3 separate regions of the Mus musculus genome follow, and all the other regions are linked to region 3. Evidence: chromatin contacts called from public Hi-C data. All regions are on one chromosome and are shown on one strand. The core of a region is the stretch at or near the end of the contact, and the rest is flanking DNA. Distances in the headings are between cores, read along the strand shown. Region 1 has its middle 200 kb from the start of Gm36720. Region 2 has its middle 130 kb from the start of Gm36720. Region 3 has its middle 270 kb from the start of Tns3.

Region 1 (3,455 bases), core at 303-2,802, 770 kb before region 3:
AACTCTACCATGTAATGGTATATTTTAATTGATAGTTAATAAAATCCATCTAACCCTGAAGCAACAAAGACTGGTTACAACATTCTACTCTAACAGCTGGCCCTCTCCTTTCCATGCTCCACCTCAGTGAGCCATCTCCTCACCAACTCTGCCGGAGTCACCTGTGCCTCTCTTCTCTTGGGGCATCCTTAAACTAACCAGCTTTATCAGGATGTGGCCTTTCTATGGAGTTGAGTAGACCCAAGCCTGATTTGGGTAGAGAGCAGTCACACTCCTGTTGTGCTCTCTGAAAGCTTTTTGGGGTATAGGCAAGAATCTACCATCCCTCCTCTGGCTCGGGAACCCACAGGCTATCCCAACACTCTCTTGTGGTATCTTTACCTATATATCTCTGTCTTACACTCAAGGAAAAGGAAAAGGGATTTTTTATTCATCTCTGTATCACTTGCTCTGACAACAGGAAATTTGAATCCAGATTGAACACTCAGCATTGAGAGAACCCTTCTTAGAGGAGCCCTGGTTGCCTTAGTCCCATGAGGCTCATAACAGCTGTTTTCTATACATAAAACTGAAGACTCTCAGGTAGCTTCACTTCTTCATGCAATAGCATCTCTCCTTTTTACCTCAAATTGCAATTTGAAAACTCCATGGCACAGTATTATCCCTTTCCCTTTATGTACAATAAATAGATAAGCAGTGGATATAACTCATGTGCCCCAGGGTAAATAAATGGATATGGGAGGTGTGCAGCTACTTTGTGGAGTATTGTTCAACCTTAAAGGAAAGGGAATTTTGACATATGATAAAAATGGGTGAACCTTAATATGTTATGTTAAGAGAGACAAGCTAGCCACAGGATACATGTTGTATGATTCCCTTCATATGAAGTACCAGTTGTCAAGTTCATGGAGACAGAAAGTGAGGCTCTGATTGCCAGCTACCGTGGAAGGGATTTAAGGAGTTATCATTTGAAAAGATCCAGTGTTTATTTGAAAGTTGATGAGCTCTGGAGCCTTCTGGGAGACCCGGCCACAGAGTGAGGACACACTGAATGTCACTGAGCCAGTCACATAGATGTAGCCCTGAAGTTAAGGGAGCTATACGATTCGAAGGTGGAGCTATATGCACAAAGTACACTCAATAGGAAAACAGTGATATGGATGGAGGAGGCAGGTGCTGAGAACACGTCATAAAAATCTGTAGTCACAGAGGGGTAGCTTTGTTCAGCTGTGTGCTATTGAACTGATGGCAAATAAGGTGGAAAATGTAGGCAAGGATGCCATCTGGGTGGGGGCTGATGCTTAACCTTATGTCTCTCCTGTTGGACTTACTGGAATGAGAACTCAGGCTGAGCCTTGGGGGTTGCATGCATTGTGTCTTGGAATATATCTGACAAGCAATCCAGCTCTTCCCTGTGGAAAGGAAAGCTGAGAAGTGGGTAAGATTGAAACCTCTTGGCTGGAGCTCAAGAGAGCACCTCTTTGCACACATTGGTGGAGAAGGGCTGCCAGCTGGATGCCGGGAGACACATGTGATATTGCTGGGCTTCCATTTCTGAGGCAATCCTGGCTTGCCTATGAAATGGAAACTTTGCAGCTTTGTTTTATTCGTGACTGTTGCAAGAGTTTCCACATTTGCCAATGGAAGCAATTGCCAGAAGTAAAACACACGAAGAGTGAAGAAGGATGCATCTCTTTCTCTCCTCTCACATGGGCAAACCATTAGAATGGAATCACCCTGACAGCTGACTGCTCAGGTGTTTGGTGGCTGCTGGATGGAGCATTTTCTTTTTCCTTTTCTTTTTAGTTAGTCATAAGGGAAATGAAATGTTCTCCATGTCTTAAGCCTGTGCAAAATTTATGGCTTAGGGACTTTTAACCGAGCTAGCATTCATTTGTCTTTGGCAGGAGGTACAAGTCTTCTTTAAAAGAAATGAGGTTATTTATCAGTGTGTCCACATGCTGAGCCAGGAGAGACAGGGTCACATGACATGATGCTGCCCGGCTGGACAGGGTGGTGTTCTAGTTTCATTTTGTTGTTGTAGTGATTATACATATATGTATGTGTGTGTATATATTTATATTATATATATATATATAAATATATATGCCTTTTATTATATATCTAATATATGCCACATATATGTGTATTATATATATATACTGATCAGTATATATACATATACTCTGATCAGAAGCAATTTAGGGAATAAAAGGTTCATTTTAGCTCACTATTTTAGGTTACAGTTCACTAGTGTCAGGAAGTCATAGTTGCAGGAACTCCCAAAAACTAGTCACCTAATAGCCATGTAAAGATTGTCGAGAAATAAATGCAGTTATCTTCCTTCACTCTTATACAATCTAGAGCCACAAATTAGAATTGTGCTACCAACTTTCAGGCTGGATCTTTCAACATCAAATAAGGCAGTGAAGCTCTCCCCCTCCCCGCCAGCCCCCACCCCTTACTCTCACTGCTGCCAGGCATGCCCATGGGTGAATCTCCTGTAGCAATCCTTCATTAAGGCTCTCTGCCTTTCTCAAGAGATTCTAGGTTGTGTTGCAAATTAAAGGAACCATCCAGGATGATCCTTGCTGTAAGGAAGGATCTTGGAGAAAAGGGAAGTTGTAAGATAGGGGGGTGGACTGAGGACGGTATGGGCAGAGATGGGTATAGCGGTTGGGTAGATGCAAAGTGGCAGTGGGGCTCCAGTTAAGGAGATAATCCGAGAACTGACAGGTTTCATGTTGGAGATGATCGTGATCACCAAGAAAAGTAATGTGGACTCATCATTAGACCCCACATTACCCTTGAACACTCAGCTGAAGTGTCCTGATTTGGGCAGACAATGTCAGTAGTCTTGTTTTATGAATACAGAAGAGAATACAAACAGTTGAAAGGTATAACAGTGGATTTTCCTTCCTTCATTCCTCCCTTCTTCTCTCCCTCCCTCCCTCCCTCCTCCCCTCCCTCCCTCCTCCCTCATTATTTTTCTTTCTCTTTCCTTTTGGAACAGGAACTCTTTTACTTCTGTCTATTCTGGAACTCATTATATAGACTAGGCTTCCTCTGAACTCACAGAGATCCACCTGCCTCTGACCATTTTGGTTATTGTGACTGTGTTTATTGTCTCTAGTGTGGTAGCTGAGCCTTTCTGTTAATTCATGAGTTTATGGGGTTATGGAAGGGAGAGATTTATGAAAAGGCAGAGCTAAACCTAGCAGGATAACCTTGGTGACTCACCAGTCCTCAAACTGTAGGCTAATCAGGCAATGCTCCTGGAGACCCATATTTACAAGTAGTATATTTTTGGACACACTTGGATAGCCCTCCCTTATAAATGTGGACATGTATGGCAGATTTTCTCCTTCGACACATCTTTTGTTCCTCATGGCTGCCACTCAGACAGGAATACAGTATGCAGATGTATATGACGATTTACTTAATTAAGGAAGTAT
Region 2 (3,458 bases), core at 779-3,278, 830 kb before region 3:
AATTCTTCATAGCTCTAATCATAGCTTCCCAAGCAACCCAGTTGTCTTACAGTAACATACTGGGTTAACTAATTATGGAGCATTCATACAACATAGTGGTGCTCAGCAATGAAAAGAGGTATGGTGTAATTTACACAATAAAATGATTGATAAATTTTGAGTGTGAAGTTAAAGAACACAGGCTAAGATTTATTGTATGATTCTATACACATGACTCCTTAAAAACAATAAAAGAAACAAAAATTACAAGCAGCTGTCAGAGTTTGGGTGGAGACGAAGAATTACGAAATCAAGACTGCCCATGGCAAGTTCTGGGGTGATGGTTATGTTCTACCTGGTATTCTGATGTGGCATTAAAAAATAGTAGATTAAAACCCACAGAATACATGACCATAGAGTATAAACTTTATTGCATCCAAAACACAAACCTTACTGGATGGAATAGGAAATAAAGGATCATATAAGTCTTAGACTTCTCCTGTTCTTACCTGTAAAATTACTAACTGTGTTACTTTGTTTTCTATTGCTGTGACAAAAGCTATAACCAAAAGCAGCTTGAAGATAGAAGTCAGAGCCTTGCATGTACCTTGCCCAGCCCTTCCTCACTCTTTCCCAATAGTTTTTTTGTGTCTCATGATGCATAGGATGCAAGTAGGATACTTAAGGGTGAATGGACTGACCCATATGTGATCTAACTGGGGACTCCAGGATTAAGTTCAGAACATGAAGCCACAGAGTCAGCTTGTGCACACGATCTACATCAGCAGTGTGTTCCATAAGACAGAAGTCTTCCTTCAGAAGCAACACATGCTGAAACCATTCTCTCTTACCTCCCCTGGTGGAAAGCAGAAACTGCATTTTCTCATGTACAACTCTTGTTCTAATGCGTGACATTGAACGTGGACTAACTTAACAGGTCAGAGAGATATACTCTGTTCATTTTTAATGGTCCTAAATGGCTCAGTCTCTGCTACCTCTCCCACAGAGGATGGATAGAGTCTCAGGGAGTGATTTCATGGTGTCTGTCCAGGCTGATGATACACTGCAAGTGAGGAGTGTGTTTTGGGCCAATCTTTTCATTCCCTCAAAGGAAGCCACATCAAAATTTCAAGCCAGTCAACCTATGTTGCCTCTGAAAGTGAAGCTTGTGTTTGCTGTGCAGAGAGCTATCTTATAAGCTTCCATCAGAAGGGTTTTTAGAAGACACACAACAGAACAGTGTTGAATCTTCACAGTTCCTGCAACTAACCATTGATGGTGAATCTACTTGCTTTGACATCTCTCAATATATCATAGTCTACTTACATCATAGAAACTGGGATTTTTGAGTTGTAATTTGAGAATCTTATTTTTAATGCTTAGTTAGAAAAAGTCTCTTTTAAATACAGCCTCTACATACAAATGTAATAAATAAATACGCATTTATGTGATAATAACTACCAATTCACAAAAGAGAGCTTATTCTTTCATGTGTCCAGTGATATTCGGAAGGACAGCTGCTTCCTTTTACTTTTATTAGTTTTAGCTCTTGGGAAATAAACACCCTCATAGAAGCAGGGCCTGGGGGTTGGATAGGGGGTTTGTGCAGGGGAAACCAGGAAGGGGAATAACATTTGAAATGTAAATAAATAAAATAACCAATAAAAATTAAAAACAAGCAAGCAAACAAACAGAAGAGAAATAAAAACTTCCAAATGAAAGTTTGGTGTGAGATTCTTGGTCTTTCTTATCTTAGTATATGAAATATTTGCATGTGGATCACTTCCAGACAATATATTTCTTTTGTCTTTGCAAGGATACTTGCAAAACCTTAACTTCAATAAGAAAAAACAAAACAAACAAAACCCCCAACACCTTTACTTTCAGTTCTTTCTGTGTGCCTGTTAGTCCCCCACAGGTTTCAACAAAGCCTCAAGTAATTGTAGTGTTGATTGACAAATATCCCATGAGGACTAGCTAAGCTCCCCACCCTGCCAGCCCTGAGTCTGGCTGTGGTGATGAGTTACTCAGAAACACAGCATATGGGCTTTAGCAGTTCTTAGGATTTCCCTGAGGGAACTTTGAGAGCAGGTGAACTAGTAGGGTGTGACAGTTCTGTCAGCACAGGTGACTCAGCATTAAATCACCTGCCCTGACGTAATCCCCTGACTTCTGAGAGGTCCCTAAATTATTCATGCCTCTAAGCAAGCAATTCCAGGAGATACTCCTGACCTAACATGTCAGCAGGATACATGACTATCAAGACCCTGTGTTCTGTTTGTAGGTTTTTGGGAGTGCATGATGTGAAAAAGAGTCTTCTGGACATGAATTTGTTTTTGTTTTGTTTTGTTTGTTTGTTTGTTTTTTTCTTTTTAAATTACTCTTTGGAGCATCATTTAGAGAAGAAAAACCTCTAACCAATTATCATGCATAACAAACACTAAATTGGTATCCCCAATGGAATGGGCACAAAGGGTCAGATAATGAATCATGCATAGGGAACAGAAGGGAAGAAAGTAAGATCAGGTCCAGTGGGATGAGAACATTCACCCTTGGCTCCCCTGTCGCTGAGTGAACACTTGGTGGCACTCTGGGGAGGTTTAGGAGATTCATGAAGCCTTCCAGAAGGAAGGATATAACTAAGGGTAGGCTTTGAGAGTTTAATGACTCTGCCCTACTTTCAGTTTCCCTCTCCATCTCCTCTCTCCCCTCCCCCTCCTTCTCCCTCTGCTTAAGCCACATGCCTGTGGTTTAATATGCGAGCTCTCAAACATCTGCCCCAGCCACCAAGACTGGTCCTTGTTACCTTCCCTGAGCTCCACCATCATGGTGTTCTAGAACTCTAAACTCTTTCTCAAGTTGTCCTTGATCCTGGTGTTTTATTAAAGCACAAGGAAAGGAACTAATACAGCACGGAGCTAGAACTGTATTTGATTATTTAGGAAAGGGCATTTTAATACCTACTTAACATTTTAAGTAGATATGAGGAATTAAGGAGGTTACTGAAATCAATAGAGAAGCAACATACTAAAAATTCTAAGAGGCTTCTTGGGGAGATTCAGGTCACCATGACAATCTGGAATGGGCCTTATTTATTTATCTATTTATTTATTTATTATATGTAAGTACACTGTAGTTGTCTTCAGACACACCAGAAGAGAGCCTCAGATCTTGTTACGGATGGTTGTGAGCCACCATGTGGTTGCTGGGACTTGAACACTGGACCTTTGGAAGAGCAGTCGGGTACTCTTACCCACTGAGCCATCTCACCAGCCCCCTGGAATGGGCCTCTTAGTGGAGGACTCAGTAGTCTTTTTTAACTCTTCCCAAAGATCCCTGTCTCTTGATTATCATTCATCCCCTGGAGCTTGCTTCCCAATGACTTATATAGTCAACTAAAGTACACAAAAAGCCATAGAATGCACATGATGTTTCTGTCTTGCTCAAGACTCTCTTTTGTCTTCTTAGTTCGTAATTTG
Region 3 (3,443 bases), core at 849-3,348:
ATGGGATATTCCTAAATTCTCAAAATTCAAATATACTCCATACCAGGATTAAATGCATGTATGCCACCAGAGAACCATCTCTGTATTAAGACATTTATTCAAAACCAGCAGAATGATAATATTCAGCTCATGCCACCCCCCACTTCAAACACCCAGGCTCTAACATGCCACACCTCTGCTATGTGTGATGACCTTGACCCACAGAGCAGCAAAGACAGGAAACCTTCCTTGGTGGCTGGGTCATACCTAGGTGATACCAGAGGCCTGGCAGAAGGATAAGGACTTAACCTAGAAGTCCAAAGTCAAAGAGAATCATCATCAGAAATATATGATAATCCTAAATGAAGCTGACCTCATAAAGGTCTGCAATGCAGAAATAAGAACAGTGGAAATTGTGTCCATAATGCCCACACCTGCATAAAGCCTGCCCTCTCTGGACGTGGAACAGGGTCCTGCTGTGTGTTTGGTGCAGTGTTTAAGAGGAAAAGAAATGCTCAGAAAAAAAAAAAAAAAAAAAAAACAAGCACAACCGAAGGCATTAGTGGAGGCTTCCCTAAGACAGAGTCACAGGTCAGTGGTTTTTACAATCACCATATAAAGGATTAGTTAGCCCAGTAGCAAACTCTCCTAGGCCTCCATAATAAGCTGGCTATAAAGGTATCTATCCAGTCTTTCCCTTGGAGGCAAGGGCATGTGGTTAGTTTTCTGACAGGCTGAGCTTGCAATCCTCACTCACCAGGCAACACCAATGTTATAAATAGGACAGAAACATGCACGGCTAAGATCATCCTTTGAATGTATGTGTAAGCACCACCAGCCCACCAGCCCATGCCTGTAACCTCCTTAAGATGGCTATCTCAACAGATGTCTTCCCCAAGGGTTTCAGGGCATCTCTCTACAAGGACCTGGGCTATACATGTAAGAGATATCACTGCCTTGGACTGAGCTCTAGACCTCAGTAGCATCACATCGAAGTCCTCCTTCTCCACATCACCTGGAAGCATGAGACCACCTCTCAGGCATGGTGCCTGCTCCCTCCATGGTGTCCATAGCTGATTGGGACTGTCTACAACAGAACAGACTGGTATAGGCAAACATACTACAAACTCATACTACAGAGAGAGAGAGAGAGAGAGAGAGAGAGAGAGAGACAGACACAGACACAGACACAGACACAGAAGGCACACTACAAACTCATACACACAGACAGACAGATGGACAGACAAACAGACAGACACAGAAAGCACACTACAAATTCATACACATATACACAGAAAGAGACAGGGATACAGAAACAGAGATAGAGACACAGAGACAGACAGAGAAAGAAACAGAGAGAGACAGAGAGATACCAAGAGATTAAGGGGAGGGAAGCAAAGAGGTAGAGGGAAAGTCAGAGACAGAGACAGACAGAGAGTAGAGACAGAAAGAGATGAACTTAAGCTGCATGCCCAGTAGGCCTATGATGTGGAAGATCACCCCAGCTTCCTGGTGGGTAGTCCTAAGACAAGGACCATCCCTGGTTGCTATAGAGCTCACTGAGATGGTGGTGCACTCTCTGGAAAATCCTGTGCTAAGAATCTGTGTCTGACACAAGTGAACATAGGCAGAGTGACAAGGATCCCCTTTTAAATTTATTCATCTGTCACTTTTTAAAAATATAGACTGTCATACCCTCACCTCTTGTCTCCACATGCCTTTTTCCTTGTTTGGTTTCTATGATTATCTTGAAATTATTGCTACAGTTGATTCCATTTGTTCATTTTGCACAAGACCTTTGTTTTCTTAAAAATAAATAAATAAATAATGAGAATGGTCTAAGAAAGCTGCACGTGTCCTAAACCAAAATGCTCTGGGTTTTTTTTTTTTTTCCAAATTTGTTATTTGTAAATGTGGCTTTTTTTTCCCCTTTCCCTCTCTAAGCTTTTCTCAAGGGGTTTCATTATCCATGCTCTTTCCAGCAGTTAGAGTAGACTCAAGTTGCACACTTAACATTCTTCTTTAATTATGAAGTTGAAATAAACATTCGGAGGTGCCAGATGCGATTGTTGATGGGGACAAGAGTACACCGGCCAACAGAGAGAGGAGTGTCCATCTCTCCACGATCACTCAGCACACAAAATAAAAATGATGGATCATCCACATTATCACTTTCAGAGAGGACAAGAGAGGGAGAGAGTTTCTATTTTGGCAATTTCTTTGTTTACAATAAAAAAAGAAAGGTGGGAGAGGCACAGCTTCCCGAGTGTGCTCTCTTTTGCAATCTCGAGCCCATTGCAAAGCTGCCAAGGGGCCAGGGCCTTTACTTTCCATAAGTCGGTCCTGAGGACTGGGGGCCTGATGTCACTGGAAGGGCCAGTGCTGAGTCCTATTGCCAGGCTCTGGACTGCCTTTGCACACATCCAGGGATAGGCAATTCCACGAAAACTTATGAGTTTCTAAGTTGTCCTGGGCTACTCCAGTTCCGGGCATATGTCTACCTGAATCTCTTCTCTAGTTGAAGCACTAGGGAGGAGCCCCGTGTTCAAGAACTTCCTCCTTCCTAGCTTCCTCCTATCATTGCCCAGCTCCTGCCTTTGCATTCAGGTCCCAGGGTTTCCCTGACTGCATGGTTACCTCCTTGTTAAGGTCCAGATGGCATGATAAGGCCTAGGTAACTGTTACCTGGCTAGCCTGACATTTTGTTTTGTTACTAATATTATAAGGAAACTTTCTCATACGTTGTTTCTGCTGTTACTAGGAAACTTTCTCACGCCCAGGTTGATTAAATATCCTGTTATGTTCTGTGCCCTTGGAAACCAATCACAATAGAAGTCAGTAGAACTGCTTTGTACTGTTACCCACAATAAGCTCGGACCCACACCACCCACCCACCAGCACTTCCTACACCTGTGTATGAGCTTATTATGGTATTTGCTTTTATAACCTGCCCCTGGCATGGACCCCAACACAAGAAGGACATCTGCATCAATACAAAAGACTATTTGGAATAGGACTTCCATTTTGAGTAGGGGTCAAGTAAAGTTTGAGTTCCCAAGACCTCCCTGGGACCTGACATCCTATTTGAAAGAAAGAGAAATGTATGTGGGCAACTGGCATCCTGGTAGACAAGTTAAAATATGAATGTTAGGCAAGGCAAGTCCCCTGCCATAGTTGAATAGCCCAACCCATGGGAACAGGACAAGTGTACAACAAAGGCATGCTTCTAAGGAAGTCCCCAATCCCTAAATTCTAATTGACAGAATAACTTGGCAAAGATGTTTGAAATCTCAAGCTTTAAAAAAAAACCGTAGAGGATCTTCACTCAGCATCACAGGCATCTCCCAAGTCTGACATGTGGCCCCTTCCGATACGTCTTGGCATGTGTCATTCAATAAGCCATCCCTATTTGACTGAGACTGGTGTCTGCATGGTTTGGGTAGTTATTCCCAGACCCCAAAATT

What was found. A called contact is a pair of places that touch in the nucleus more often than the background predicts.
Region 1: a Hi-C map of uterus shows a contact between it and region 3, with 5 times the contacts expected there. The contact joins two enhancer-like sites. A contact is called at or near these places in 4 of 484 Hi-C or Micro-C datasets (embryonic stem cells and uterus) and 1 of 9 other capture datasets (embryonic stem cells).
Region 2: a Hi-C map of uterus shows a contact between it and region 3, with 4 times the contacts expected there. The contact joins two enhancer-like sites. A contact is called at or near these places in 13 of 484 Hi-C or Micro-C datasets (the AML12 cell line, cerebellar granule neurons, cerebellum and 9 more) and 1 of 115 datasets of contacts at active chromatin or transcription factors (astrocytes).

What each region holds. Positions count from the first base shown.
Region 1 is chr11:7,623,924-7,627,378 of GRCm38.p6, forward strand. No RefSeq gene overlaps it. Among named protein-coding and RNA genes, the nearest start is that of Gm36720, 200 kb to the left of the region's middle. Within about 2 kb of position 1,553, at least 7 of the 459 cell types and tissues checked have an H3K27ac peak or open chromatin away from gene starts, as enhancers often do. A contact at or near this core is called in uterus, where this site is marked.
Region 2 is chr11:7,559,578-7,563,035 of GRCm38.p6, forward strand. No RefSeq gene overlaps it. Among named protein-coding and RNA genes, the nearest start is that of Gm36720, 130 kb to the left of the region's middle. Within about 2 kb of position 2,029, at least 17 of the 459 cell types and tissues checked have an H3K27ac peak or open chromatin away from gene starts, as enhancers often do. A contact at or near this core is called in uterus, where this site is marked.
Region 3 is chr11:8,389,448-8,392,890 of GRCm38.p6, forward strand. No RefSeq gene overlaps it. Among named protein-coding and RNA genes, the nearest start is that of Tns3, 270 kb to the right of the region's middle. Within about 2 kb of position 2,099, at least 2 of the 459 cell types and tissues checked have an H3K27ac peak or open chromatin away from gene starts, as enhancers often do. A contact at or near this core is called in uterus, where this site is marked.